Linked DNA regions of Zea mays: all the other regions are linked to region 2. Evidence: chromatin contacts called from public Hi-C data. All regions are on one chromosome and are shown on one strand. The core of a region is the stretch at or near the end of the contact, and the rest is flanking DNA. Distances in the headings are between cores, read along the strand shown.

What was found. A called contact is a pair of places that touch in the nucleus more often than the background predicts.
Region 1: a contact with region 2 is called in a Hi-C map of leaf, with 7 times the contacts expected there. The contact joins the promoter of LOC100280828 here to the promoter of LOC100273184 in region 2. A contact is called at or near these places in 17 of 25 Hi-C or Micro-C datasets (bundle sheath, ear, endosperm and 5 more).
Region 3: a contact with region 2 is called in a Hi-C map of seedling, with 10 times the contacts expected there. The contact joins the promoter of LOC103651236 here to the promoter of LOC100273184 in region 2. A contact is called at or near these places in 4 of 25 Hi-C or Micro-C datasets (ear, leaf, seedling and 1 more).

What each region holds. Positions count from the first base shown.
Region 1 is chr3:205,839,761-205,844,266 of Zm-B73-REFERENCE-NAM-5.0, forward strand. LOC100280828 (heat shock factor protein HSF30) reads right to left here and starts at 1,590. Exons shown (of 2, transcript NM_001367142.1): 1 at 1,169-1,590; 2 at 459-1,026. The coding sequence starts at 1,432. The coding sequence ends at 541.
Region 2 is chr3:205,662,568-205,667,467 of Zm-B73-REFERENCE-NAM-5.0, forward strand. LOC100273184 (BURP domain protein RD22) reads right to left here and starts at 1,523. Exons shown (of 3, transcript NM_001147629.1): 1 at 1,456-1,523; 2 at 1,087-1,198; 3 at 1-955. The coding sequence starts at 1,494.
Region 3 is chr3:205,887,512-205,891,823 of Zm-B73-REFERENCE-NAM-5.0, forward strand. It overlaps LOC103651236, which reads right to left and starts at 2,259. Exons shown (of 1, transcript XM_008676854.4): 1 at 601-2,259. The coding sequence starts at 1,982. The coding sequence ends at 960. It overlaps LOC100272283, which reads right to left. Exons shown (of 5, transcript NM_001146770.1): 5 at 3,581-4,146. The coding sequence ends at 3,928.

The sequences.
Region 1 (4,506 bases), core at 340-2,839, 180 kb after region 2:
AGTGCAACCACCGGTATGCCGGAGTCTCTAAATGCAGGCTGCAATATAAAGTAGGTGGGGGTATCTTTCCCCAAATTGGTCGACAAAGAAGACAGTCATTCTAAAATGCTTGTAGAAAAGACCTGGGATATGATTGTAAAATGCTTGTAGTAAAGATTGAATAAAGAGCAGTGAGAGAACATGTAGTTTTAAAAGCTTCCAGCTGCTGGCGTAGTAAACATAGAGATGATTCTTTTCAGACTTTTAACTATTTAGCCGAAGAGGAACCGTTGTCACGAAGACACACGAACACCGCAAAGAGCGCTGCCAAACGCTCGCCACGCTTAAAAACTTTTCTTCAGGCACTGTTACTTACTAAAATAGTACTGTTTTCGTTATTTTTTTATTAATCACGTTTAAATTTAAAAATGAACTTATTTTTTATTTGTCGCGTTTAAATTTAAAAATGAAGCCGACGGTAAAACGGAAGGCAGTAACTGCTGAAACCGAGGCAAAGCTATAATACAGTGCAAGTCATATATACACCAGTCCCTATCTACCCTAGTAGAACACTTGGCCGAGAACAGAGAACGGAAACGGCACGGCGCCCCCGCCCCTGCTGTGCGCCAGGTCCACGGCTTCAGCCCCGATCCGCCGCCTCTTGGCCGGCTGCGCCTCCGACCCCTTGTCGATCAGGGCCAGCTCCTCCTCCTTGGCGAGCATGGCGCGCAGCACGAGGCCCGGGTCGTCGGCGAGCTTGGCGAGGAACGCCATCATCTGGGCCGGCCGGCTCTCGGCGGCGCGCAGGCGGCGGTCCATGGCCCGCAGCTCGTCCTCCACCCCGCGCTGCTGCTCCCGCAGGCGCTGCACGGCCCGGATGGTCCCGCGCACCTCCTCCCCGGCCTCGCACAGCTCCCGGCCGCCGCCGCCGGCGCCGGCGCCCGCCTTCTTCCTCTTGCGCACGACCAGCGGCAGCAGGCGCGCCTGGCCCCGCAGGAACGACTCGTGCGCGAACTCCCACCGGTCCGTGTCCACCTTCCTGAACCCCTGTTAAAAAAATAACGGTACGCATGCGTGCCGAGAGCTGTTACTCACACGAGGAGGAGTGGTAGCTGAGTCCTGAGTGAGCGCTGAGCGGACAGCGGAGCGGGGGCAGAGGAGCTGAGGAGGTAGCGCGCATATCACTCACGTAGGTGTTGAGCTGCCGGACGAAGCTGGCGAAGTTGCGGTGCTTGAAGTAGGAGGGCAGCAGGTAGTCGGAGAAGGTGGCCGGGTCGAGGACGTGGAAGGTGTTGCTGGCGCCACCCCAGCGCACGACGGCGTCCGTGGCCGGGTCGCTCACCATGTGGAACGTCTTGGCCACGAACGGTGCGACGGCGGCGCCAGCCTGCTCCTGCTCCTGCTGCGGGCTGGTGGCGACGCCGACGCCGTAGCCCTTGCACTCGCTGCCCATGGCTCTTAGCTTGCTCGATAATACACACAACAACGTAAGGATCCCGATCCCCCAGTTCCCGTTCCGTTCCCTGTGGAGCGCTCACGGCGAAGAACCGGATAAGGAAGCAGCAGCTCGCTTTGCTTTCTCTCGCTGTCCTGTTCGTTCGGTGCCTGTGTGTGTGGTGGCCGTGTGGTTTGCCTTCTTTTATTCGTCTCCTTCGTCGGTGGTTCGGGGGTGGGGGCGAGTCCTACTCCTACGTGTCCTCAGATATTTCTGTCCGGGGCGGTAAAGCGCCTGCCACCGCCTATATATCTATCTCCTCAGGTCGTGGTACGGGCCGAGGAGCGCGGACTCGGCGGCAACAAATGGAACCATATGATTCGCGAGGCGATGTGGCGCTGGTGTTGTGCCGGATTTTGGGAGGATTCGATGCTTGTCGCTTAGGGGCCACGTGTGAGCGGCACAGGCATAAAGTGTCGCGCTGTCCCCTCCCCTGGGTCATGGGCTCATAGCAAGTCAGTTTTTCTTCACAGGCGTTGCGCTTTTCTTTCCTAATATATATATCTATCTAGTCTGCTGTGCCCTTTTTTTAGCGGGATATGGATGATATCGGCGATCTTAGGACGACGTGACAGCGCATCGACGAACAGTGTTTCGAATGACATACGCAGAAGGCAATCTTTGAGCGGGACAAGAGTTTTGTGCTTCTTGTAAATCTGGGAGAGACTGCTGGGCTCGGTCACTCTGCTCTTCACGCGCGGAGAGCACAGCCAGCTCACCACCCCTTTATTAGTAACTATAAGGCTGCCCGCACTCGTGAACGCCAAACGGGACGCTACCCCTGTTTAGCGTACAGTTCGCGTGCAGTGGGTAGCGCTAAATGGAACTGAACGATAGTGTGCGGGCTTCGGGACGGTACGGCGAGCGTCGTACGGCGTGGCGCTCTATACTCTCTCTCCTCCCGCACCAACGGCGTGGTTGAATTAAATATATGATAGTTGATATAGAGTATGGATATAGAGTAATATGAGTGCGGAGGATTATGGTATAGAGTAAAGAATTTTTCTGATCAGGACAGAATATTCTTTTTAGGGTAGAAATTTAGAGTAGTATGAGTGCGGATAGCCTAAGGACCTCCGGAAACTGAACGGCCAAGTGATCAACTGAGGCGGACAGGCGGTGAAAGGAAGAGGTGGGAGAAGGGCGGTCTGGCACGCGTTATCGAAAGAAATGTGTGCATCATGCTCATGGCCAACGCAGATATGCAGCAGCTTGAGGTGCAGGGTAGGTGTGGATGTGCCCGCGCAGTGCAAGCCAACCGCCTGACTCCATTTGGGGTCGGCGTGGACAGCTAGCAACACGCGCGGTGACGGACAGGGCCAAGCCGAGCCGATAGCGAGGGCTCCGCGCGCACGTCATCGCCTGCGTCCACGTCGCAACCAAGCGCCCAATCGCGTTCATGTAAATAAATAAATAAATAGTTCGAATTTGAACGCCCCAAAAAAATTGAGCATATATACAGTGGCAAACCGAGCCCACGTTGTTGCCTGATTCAAGCGCAGCTGCCCCTCCGGAAAACTTTGCGGCGAAAATAGTGGAGTCAGACAGCGTCAAATTGAGCTCGCGATACGCCTTGGATCGAGCTCCTGCCTCTCAGATCGAGACTTTGCTGGCACCTTGGTTGGCGAACTAGCTAGAGGGATAAACGGCATGTACATGGAACCATACAGTTGAGTTATGGCAAGACTTGCTAGGATTTTCCAGGAAAGGCCACATGAGATGGGCGGGCGAGGAAAACTCTGTTTGGTTGGCGACTAACTGTGTCATACTTTGACTAAGGTTAGTCGTTCGAATTGAAGAACTAATCTTAGATAGAAAAGTTAGGCAAAGTGTGGCAAGTTAGGTAGTAAACCAAACAGGCCTTTATGAACCAAGTCTGCACAATATATCGTGGACAGGCCTGCTTGTTTGGTTCAGATTAGCAAGAGATTATATGCCCATAAATCTCCTCGATCTAAACATCATGCAATCAAACAAGCGCTCACCTTATCCCACATAGTATGTACTTTTAATTATATTTTACTACATTCATCTAAAATATTTTCTCTCTACCTATAGGGCGTCTCTAACTATTCCCCTATCTAGCTCCCTCTATTCCCGGTTATTTAATATTTTCATTAGCTTTTGAAGTTTGTTTTTAAAAAAAAAATCATAGAGTACTTGTATTATTGTAGTACACATTGTTATCTTGTTTTAGAGCTTTTAAAAAGGTTAATTTCGCAAAGAAACAAAGTAATTAAAGAATGTGGAGGGAGATTATGGGTCTGTTTGGTTCGTGGCTAACTGTTTCATAATTTATCTATGGTTAGTAGTTCGAATTAAAGAATTAATCTTAGACAGAAAAGTTAGACAAAATGTGGCAAGTTAGGCAGCGAATCAAACAGACCTTATAACTCCCGCCATTTACAGGGAGGTGCCTCTCCTCCCCAAATGGAGTGCACGGTGGGTGAATGGGTTGAATGACCTGAACCCTCTAAAGTACACGCTATATGGTTTTAGGGGAGTTGTGGGGTTAGCCGTTGAAGGTGAGCATTCTATAAGACTCGGGACTCAACACTTTAATAACAGGAAAAGAATTTTTTATAACACTAATTCGATAAATCCTGCCAACTTAAAAACTGACAGGAATTAGCCTAAAACTGGTATAGGAATTACTAATTTATGTCAGCAACAGACTGATTCCTATTAGTTTGTCTGTTGGGATTTTTTTTGTCGGGGATTACATAATTCTCGTTGGTTGTCGACGAGGTTAATTTAATTTCTGTTGACTGGCAGGGATTATTGTATCTGGTAAGTAACTTCTATCGACTCATGGTGACCGACAGAAATTAATCAGGACAGTGCCACATCAGCACTAAACTCCCATCGATCTTTACCATAGCACTTAACTACGGGCTGCAACAACAGTTATGGACCGGCGTATAGCGACCATCGTTTGCCCTTATTTATCGCCACGCATAATATGTATTTTTAGCTACGCTATCACGAAAACTATGTTTTACTAAAATTCAAATACATCTGACTATGCAATT
Region 2 (4,900 bases), core at 273-2,772:
TCGTCGGTGCCGCCGGCAGCGCGCTCCACGCCGGTCACCGTGTACTCCTGCTTCGGCGATCCCTCCTTCGCCACGACGGTCGACACGGCCCTCACGTGCCTGGTCCCGAGGCTGGCGGTGGCGAAGTCCACCATGGACTCCAGCGACGTGGCGCACGCCTTCTTCTCGCCCTTGGCCGCGGGCGCCTCGCAGTCGCGCAGCGTCTGCGCCATCTCCGCCGCCTCGACGGAGTCCGGGTCCACCGAGAGGCGGGCGAGGATCTCGGGCACCTTCTGTGAGGAGAACGGGATGGCCTCGGCCTCGCTCCGCGGGAGGAACTTGGTGCCGGTCGTCCCGGTGCTGGCGAACTGGACGGTCATCTTCTTACCGGGCCGGAGGTCCGTCTCCTGGAAGAAGAGCGCCACGCTGGGGTCGTCGTGCAGCTGCGTCTCCGACGCGGCGTACGTGTAGATGAAAGGGGAGACGTTGACGTGGACGGGCTTCTTTCCCGGGTTCACGTGAACGCCAACCCCGCCCTTGCCAACGCCGACCGTGGTGCCGCCCGGCTTGCCGTGCCCGGGATTGACGCCCACGCCCACGCCGCCTTTGCCAACGCCAACGGTTGTACCGGCACCACCGGCCGGTTTGCCGGGATTGACGTTGACGCCCACTCCGCCCTTGCCGACGCCGACCGTTGTGCCACCGGGCTTGCCGGGGTTGACGTTAACGCCAACGCCACCCTTTCCGACGCCAACGGTGGTGCCGCCGGGCTTTCCGTATCCCGGGTTGACGTTAACGCCGACTCCGCCCTTCCCGACGCCAACCGTCGTGCCGCCGGGCTTGCCGCTCCTGCCAGGGTTAACGTTGACGCCGACGCCGCCCTTGCCTACGTCAACCGTCGTACCCCCGGGCTTACCGTGCCCAGCATCGACGTGAACACCGCCCCAGCCGACGTTGACGGTCGTGCCGCCGCCGGCTGCGAACAAGCAGGGAATTGAAGAGGTGGCGTTGGCACGTATGTTTGTATGATGGGACAGGCACATGCCTATACGAAGTATCTTATCTACTGATGATTTGATGAAGGTCTGGAGCTGTCTGTTGTTATACCTGGAGCGGCGTCGAGGAGTTGGGAGAGGGAGGTCGGCATGGGAGTGTTGGGAAGAGCAGACTTCCAGTACTGATCCGGAGCACGAGCTGCATGGCTTCCTACCGATGCAACCTGCATGCAAACCACAAGAGTTATCCTTGCATCAGAGGTCGTCTACCTTATGTCAATACTAAGGTGTAAAGAATGTTAACATCTCTGAAACTGCTTCCATATACAATAACAATAGAAAAACCATACAAGTAGCAATCATACAACTTCATATATGTTAAGCTGAATCTTTTCAAATCCACATGTAAAGGCTGATGAAGCAAATCATGTGAGAAAAAGGTGCACAAGATGCATGAGCTGCGTGGCAGTGACTGACTGACCAATAGGAAGCCAAGTAGGCCGGCAATGAGCCTCTCCATGGAAGCCAAAGATGGCCAATGAGCGCGAGCTGATAGATGTTCCCAGTGAAAGGAGAGAGCGAGCGATGCAGTTGCAGACGATGGCCGTGCAGCAGGTGGCACTTGCCACTATTTATAACCAAAAGCAGGGAGTAAGTAGATTGGGAGTTGAGAGAATTAATTGGCATGAAAGGAGAGGGATCAATAATTCACCGCTGCTGCTCAGCTCTGAGGTACAGACAGCAGTTGCGGTAATAGAGTGCCACCACCGAACCACGCCGGGATCGGCCGGCTCCAAGGATTGCTCGGCGCTCGGCGGTCAGCAGGCACGTACAGTGGTAGCGGTATGGGCAGTAGAGAGCCGTAGCGAGACAAGACGACCGGGGCGGCCATGGGCCATGGCCCATATGGAACTGTATCGCGGCAACTCAACTGTCCCCCACCTGAGTGACTGGCTGATGCGTTATTGAATGCCCGTCACTGTCCCAAGCCGATGGGCGACGGCACCGGCCCAGCCTGCTCGCGTGCCGCGCGGCGAAGACGGTTGCGCTGGGAAACCACCTGCTAGCGACCGGCGGACAGCAGGTCCGCTGGGGTTCTACGAGCTAAACCAAAATTACTAAGGCAAGAGATCTAGCTTTTTTTTTATAAGAATGCAGTTTCTATTCCAATTTCTAGAAACTGGTTTTAGAAAAAAAACTAATTAATGGTGTTTGAAGCCAATCAATTTTCATAAACTAGTTTTAGCTAGAGCAGACAAGCTTCTTGATTTTTAAGAAACTCGGAATCCAGTTTATATAAACTGACTAAGAGACTGTAATTCAATACAACTAATAGTTAGTTGGTTCAAAAGTTACTAGTAAAATTAGTTGGCTAATAACGGAACTATTAGTTATAGTGTTTGGATGTCTTATACTAATTTTATTAGTAACTATTAGATCTAGTATATTTGAATGGGGCATAAACTTTAATCATTTTATTTTAGTACATGAGATCCAAACATGTCCTAGTCTTCACCGCGCGAACAACCATGAGTAATTAGTCTGGTTAGCCATAGCTGGGTTGAATTCTTTGTATTCAATATTTTCTTCCTAAAAAATCCATGTTTACACTTTTGATGGTCATAAATCCAATTTTACCAAATATTTCAATGTGGTAACCTACTACACCGATGTAATATAGCTCAGTGCAATAGATCATGACACCATACGACGCTGCTGTGGCAATCACTACTTCAGTGTCATAAACCATTACACAAATCTTGACATCATAGATCTTAACTCTAAGATCCCAACCCAGTCGCGTAGTCGTCTTCCTCTCTCTCGTTGCACGCTCTCTCCCCGCGTTTAGCAATTCTTGCCCCCGCCACTACCTCTCATTGTGTCCCCACCACCCACCTCACCTCCCCTTGTACTATTGTTGTTCGATGTTGAAAGGGAAATGTGCCCTCGGGCCATTTCTAAGTATTTTGGTGATTGAGTGCAAACACAAGTGCTTAAATGTGAATCTATGCTCATGGATGAACAAAGTGCAAATCACAAGCAAAGGTATGTTTCTATGTCTTAGTACATTGTTTTTGTGTACTAATATACTTGTCTAAGTATTGGAAACAGGAAGAAAAAGAAAAGGAATGAGGTGGCTGTGTACAGCCAAGGGGCTGTTTCGGTCTGGGGCACCGGACTGTCCGGTGGTGCACCGGACAGTGTCCGGTGCGCCAGGCTGCCTCGGCCGAAGTGGCCGCTCTCGGGAATTTGCTGACGACGTACGGCTAAAATTCACCGGACTGTCCGGTGTGCACCGGACTGTCCGGTGAGCCAACGGTCGGCTAGGGCCAACGGTCGGCCGCGGATTCCGCGCGCGACACGTGGCCAAGCCAACGGTCGGAAGGGGGCACCGGACTGTCCGGTGCGCCAACGGCTCCCAGATCTGCAACGGTCGACTGCGCTGTTTAAGGAAGAAAATCGGGCACCGGACAGTGTCCGGTGTGCACCGGACTGTCCGGTGCGCCCGACGACAGAAGGCAAAGATGGCCTTCCAGATTTGTTCTCAACGGCTCCTAGCTGCCTTGGGGCTATAAAAGGGACCCCTAGGCGCATGGAGGAGACAACCAAGCAACCTTTGAGCATACTTGATCATCCACACTCAGTCTTTGCGCATCCGTTTGTGATTCTAAGTGATTCGAGCTCTGTTCTTGTGAGAAACTGTGAGATAGTCTTTGAGCTTGATTCTTGGCCGTGTGTGTGCGCATTTCGCTGTGGATTTGTGTGTGTTGCTTCCCTCCCTTACTCCGTGCTTCTTTGTGAAATTCAAATTGTAAGGGCGAGAGACTCCAAGTTGTGGAGATTCCTCGCAATCGGGATTGAGAAAAGAAAAGCAAGAACACCGTGGTATTCAAGTTGATCATTGGATCACTTGAGAGGAGTTGAGTGCAACTCTCGTCCATTGGGACGCCACAACGTGGAGTAGGCAAGTTTTTGTACTTGGCCGAACCACGGGATAACCACCGTGTCATCTCTGTGATTGATCTCTTGTGGTTATTGTGTTTTGACTCCTCTCTAGCCACTTGGCCATACTTGTGCTAACACTTAACAAGTTTTTTGTGGCTTAAGTTTTGAAATTGACAGGATCACCTATTCACCCCCCCTCTAGGTGCTCTCAATTGGTATCAGAGCCGTTCTCTTCAAGAAAGGGACTAACCGCCCGAAGAGATGGATCCTAAGGGGAAGGGAATCGTGATCAACGACAAAGAAAAGGAGTCCTTCGTCAACGAGCCAAAAGATGATAAATCCAACGACTCTGGCTCGGGCCACAGACGTAAAGATGGGAAGAAGAAGAAGACCAGGCGCATCAAGGAGATCGTCTACTACGACAGCGACGAATCCTCTTCTTCCCAAAAGGACGACGACAACGACTACAGGAAGACGGTCAATTCGAACTTTTCATTTGATTATTCTCGTATTCCACATAGTTCGAATTCGCATTTGCTTTCCATTCCTCTCGGCAAACCTCCACACTTTGATGGGGAGGACTACGGATTTTGGAGTCACAAAATGCGTAGTCACTTATTCTCTCTTCATCCAAGCATATGGGAGATTGTAGAGAACGGAATGAAATTTGATAGCTCGGATAGTCCTATGCTTATAAATGAACAAATCCATAGAAATGCACAAGCTACTACTGTTCTTTTAGCATCTTTGTGCAGGGAAGAATACAATAAGGTGAGCGGCTTGGACAATGCCAAGCAGATATGGGACACCCTCAAGATCTCTCACGAGGGCAACGATGTCACCATGCTCACCAAGATGGAGTTGGTAGAGGGCGAACTTGGAAGATTTGCTATGATAAGGGGGGAGGAGCCAACCCAAACATACAACCGGCTCAAAACCCTTGTCAACAAGATAAGGAGCTATGGAAGCACGCGATGGAC
Region 3 (4,312 bases), core at 1,009-3,508, 230 kb after region 2:
CCCAAGTCCGAACGGCTCGAGCCGAGTGTTTTGCCGAAACTACCACAAGGCAACGTCCCCAGACTACCAGAACACGCACGCACGACGGGAAGTCTTCCAGTTCCAGGCCCTGTCGTAGGAGGAGACTACGTGCATTTCCGGTAATGGCTGCGTGATACGCCAGGGTTGCCACTTTAAACACTTGCTGCTAACTTGCCGGACTAGTACTCGACGTTCTTCTACCTCCTTCGTGGAAGCAGAGTGGGACAAAAGTACAGAGCATGTTCTAAGTTGTCAACAAATAAATTACTCGAGTATACTCCGTTTCTTTGCCAGTGATACCGCATGCGCTTGGGATTCTGAATCATTTTGTCATGGACAGACAACCTTTTTTTTTCTTTGTTTATTCAAGAGTTGGCCAACGCGGCGATCGATTGGAATGAAAGGCGGAGTCAAATCCCGGGACCGAGCTTGTCAGAAAAGAGATCTGTCTGTCAGAGTCTAATAGATCATACTACAGAACATAGCTAATCCAAAACTGTATCTACTAGTACTAGTGCTATGCCATGTCATGCCATGGAACAAATAAAACGTGACGACCATTCGCAGAATGCACCGAGCTCCACATAGTACCTTTTTGCCGCATACGGCATACCTCATTATACACAAAAAAGGAGGGGGAAATGTGTAATATACATTAGTACTAAGTACTGAGACTGCAGAGACAAGGACAACAAAAAGGAGGCAATATGTACACAACAGGGCAGCCAAGCTCACAAAATTAACATTAACGAGACTAAGGGAGATTACCATCAGAGGGACAGGGACTAGGGAACAGAGTCTGCATTACGCAGCGGTTAGCAGGCACGTACGCACACAGCAACGCACATGCTCAATTCTATCGCCACTACGTACTTGCGTCTGACAAGGTTAATGCTATCAACATCACGGCGCCGCCTGCCGATCGCTGCTGACGAAGCTCACGGAAAGAGCGTCTCCCGCACGTCGGCGAAAGCCGCGAGGATCGCCGGGTAGTGCCGCGGCGAGTTGAGCACGAGGTACGTCTCCAGCAGCCGCTCCGCGCTGTGCTCGCCTTCGTCGTCGCCGCCGCCTCCGGCCCCGCCAGCGGGCCACTCTGCGATCATCTCCTGCATGGACTTGCGGAAGTCCTCGTACGGGTCGGCCGACCGCTTGACCACCGCGAACCCGCCGTCCGTCGCCGACGAGCCGCGCGGGAGCTCGAAGCTGTACCGGCAGCTCTGCGACGCGCCGCGGCGCGGGGGCGCCGGCGCCGGCGCCAGCGCCAGCGCGCGGCACGGGCCCGAGACGGACGCGCGCCCCCTGCTGGCGCTGGCGTTCCGGCGCGGGCAGCTGTAGAAGTCGGACGAGTCGGACGACAAGCTCCGCGACGAGAAGAGGTTCCTCGAGTCCTCGTCGTACTCGTCGTCGGACGACGAGCTGCTGGCCAGGCGGCGCGACGACGGCCGGCGCGAGGAGCCCCGCCCCTGCTTCCACCTCGCCAGCGGCGGCAGCGGCGGCAGGCGCGCCACGGACGGCGAGGACGGCGGGCACTTGCGGCCCTCCCACTCGCCGCCGGACTCGTGCGGCAACAGCCCGGGCCCCGCGGCCGTGGACCGCCGGTCCGCCCTCCTGCCGGCGGCGTCGAGGGAGAGGAGGAGGGACGGGTCCGCCGCGTCGACGGAGCGGCGGCCCGCGCAGTCGATGGTGATGTGAACCAGCGGCGCGGACAGGGACAGGCGGCGGTCGGCGACCCCACCACCACCTCCGGGCTTCTTGCCGCTGCCGAGGCTGGAGTACGACGGGAATGCCAGCGGCGGCGGCGGCTTCGCCTCGTCCTCGCCGTCGCGGCGCTTCCTGCTGCCGCCCCCCGCGCGCCGGGAGAACACCGAGAGCATCGCCGCGAGCCGGTGCTTCAGCTTCTTACGCCCGGCGCCAGCGCCAGCGCCCGACACGGAGTCCTCCATGGCCTCGCGGAGGTGCATGCGCAGATGTGCTCTTGCTTGATTCCGCCGGTTGCCTTGCCTCTGCTTCTGCTCTGAGCGTGCGTGGGCCGTGTGGTCTGGTCTGTGGAGAGAAGGCGCCAAGGCGGGGACGTTCGCGGGAGCGGGTGTTGTGTTGTTGGTCTATCGCATTCGTGCCGAGCTAATGCGGCCTCGCGCGCGCGGCTTTAACCGCCCGTGCCGCGAGCTAGGAACAAAAAAACTGCCAGGTCCGTCCGGCCGCCCAGGCAGACAGAGACATGGCCTGGTGTGGTAGGGGTGGGCAACCCTCGGGTCGTGGCGTGGGCGGTTGGCGCGCTCTCGCTCGCACGTAACGTAAGCGGGGGAGAAGAGATGGCCCGAGACGTGCCGTTACGGCCGTACGGACGGCCACCACGTCGTTCGCGGCCGCCGGATGCCGTATTCGCTGTGTCCCAGATGCTTTTACTATTCTTCCTGGATTTAGGTTACGAACAAGGGATACGTACAAGATTGGTTCGTGCCATGCTAGTGTCGCGTTGTTGTGCCGCGTCGCATTGCATTGCATGGGGATGCCCGATGGGACCGGGGCCGCCTGGCGTGGGGCCGCAGGGGGGGGGCTCCTGAGTCCTGCGCGCCCGCGCTGCGTGTTTTCGCCGGAGTCAGCTCAGCTCAGCCCTCAGCTGGTTGAAAGTAGAGCTTTTCCGTGAAGGGAACAGCAACAGCTACAGCTTTGTGATGGCAGACTGGCTCAAAACAGAACACACTGGAGCAAGGCGGGCCGCAGCACAGTTTGGGCGAAGTAAAGACTAAAGACACGGGAGGAGTAGATCGATCAGTCGGCTGCGCTTTCCGTGCGATCAACTGCCCTTTACTGCAAGGCTGCAACCTGCAACTGCTCCCCCAGCCGCTGTGCATGATGCCGGCGAGTACCGGGCATTGACTACGGCAACTCCACTCTGCACTGTACACCACTGCTGCCACGGCACAGCTGTCTACTATACTTACTACAAATACGTAGCTGAACGACACACCCAGCACAAAAAAAAAGCAACAGCTTGTTAGCGTGCTGTTTCTCCCATGGCATCAGCGCTTGCATTGTTTAGCGGCGAACGCGTGCTTGCTCCAGCTGTGGTTAGGCAGACGACCTGTTCTCTTCTCTTGGATTATACAAGCATCTATCTATCGCGTAGACGGCGCACGGCTTTTTAAGACGTGGCCCTAATAAGGACAAACGTGTGTTTTTTTAGGAGGAAGACATGGGTGTCAGAACTTTAAACTATAGAGGTGTAGGGCAGATGGACTACTGAAAGCCTACTGTTTCACCAGGATCAACAAAATTACAGCCAAGTCTGCCTGGAGTAAAATATTACCAGCATTCTGTCAGTCTCCAGGCGAACCTGTACCGGTCCACTGGCTCCTTTCTCAGGTATATTTTACAAAGGACACTGTGTGATAGAAAGGGATCCCAATAATGTGGCGCTCTCAATACATTCTGTACACCACAAAGCCAGTTCTTAACAGGTCAGGTTCATGCACCTCCTGCCATTTGTATGCTGCAGGGTCCAAGGGAGCATATGATATAGGTGGCAGACAAAAAAGTGAGATTCCCGCTGGTGATTAGCTAACACCAGAATTTATTAATCATTTAACCCCACAGTATACACAAGCCTATAATCAGATGGGAACAAGGGGAAAACGTTGGTTGGGATTGTACGTGTACACAATAGAAATAAAGAAAAAAACCATGATCAGCTGATTTTAGCACCTTGTCCGCATCCCCAGAGTGTTGATTGGGTAATCATGTACAGGGGGCCATATTGGACAGTCAACAGCTCAAAAGGCTGGATTAGTTGGTGCGAACGCCTGATTGCGGAGGCGCCGACTGCTGAATGTCCATGCATCAATGGACGACAGTGCTTTGCATGCTGTTCTAGTTGCTTCGCCCTGGTTTGGTTATCATTGCATCTCAATGCTTGAGCCAATAATTCCTAAGCTGAGACATGTGCAGGAGTATCTCGTCGCGGCCCTGGTTGGTCACGCTGCTCGTCATGATCCAAGGAGGCGCGGCCTCGAAGTATTCGCGGATTAGGCCCTGGAAAGTTTCCACGTTTTCTTCAGGTTTCCTGCCGCCGTTCTTCTTCTTCTTGCGCTTGTCACATTTTGTGAACACAAGGGTCATGGGAACCTGAACAGAACAGGTATAAAACATATACTAAAAACTGAAATGTGCCAGATTTATTGCTCAACAACCGATAAATTCTTCACATGGGTAAACAATAATGCATGCCTGGATGCAGATGTGACGGCAAGCACATTACTAGTTACTAAATCCGACTGTACACAAGTACATC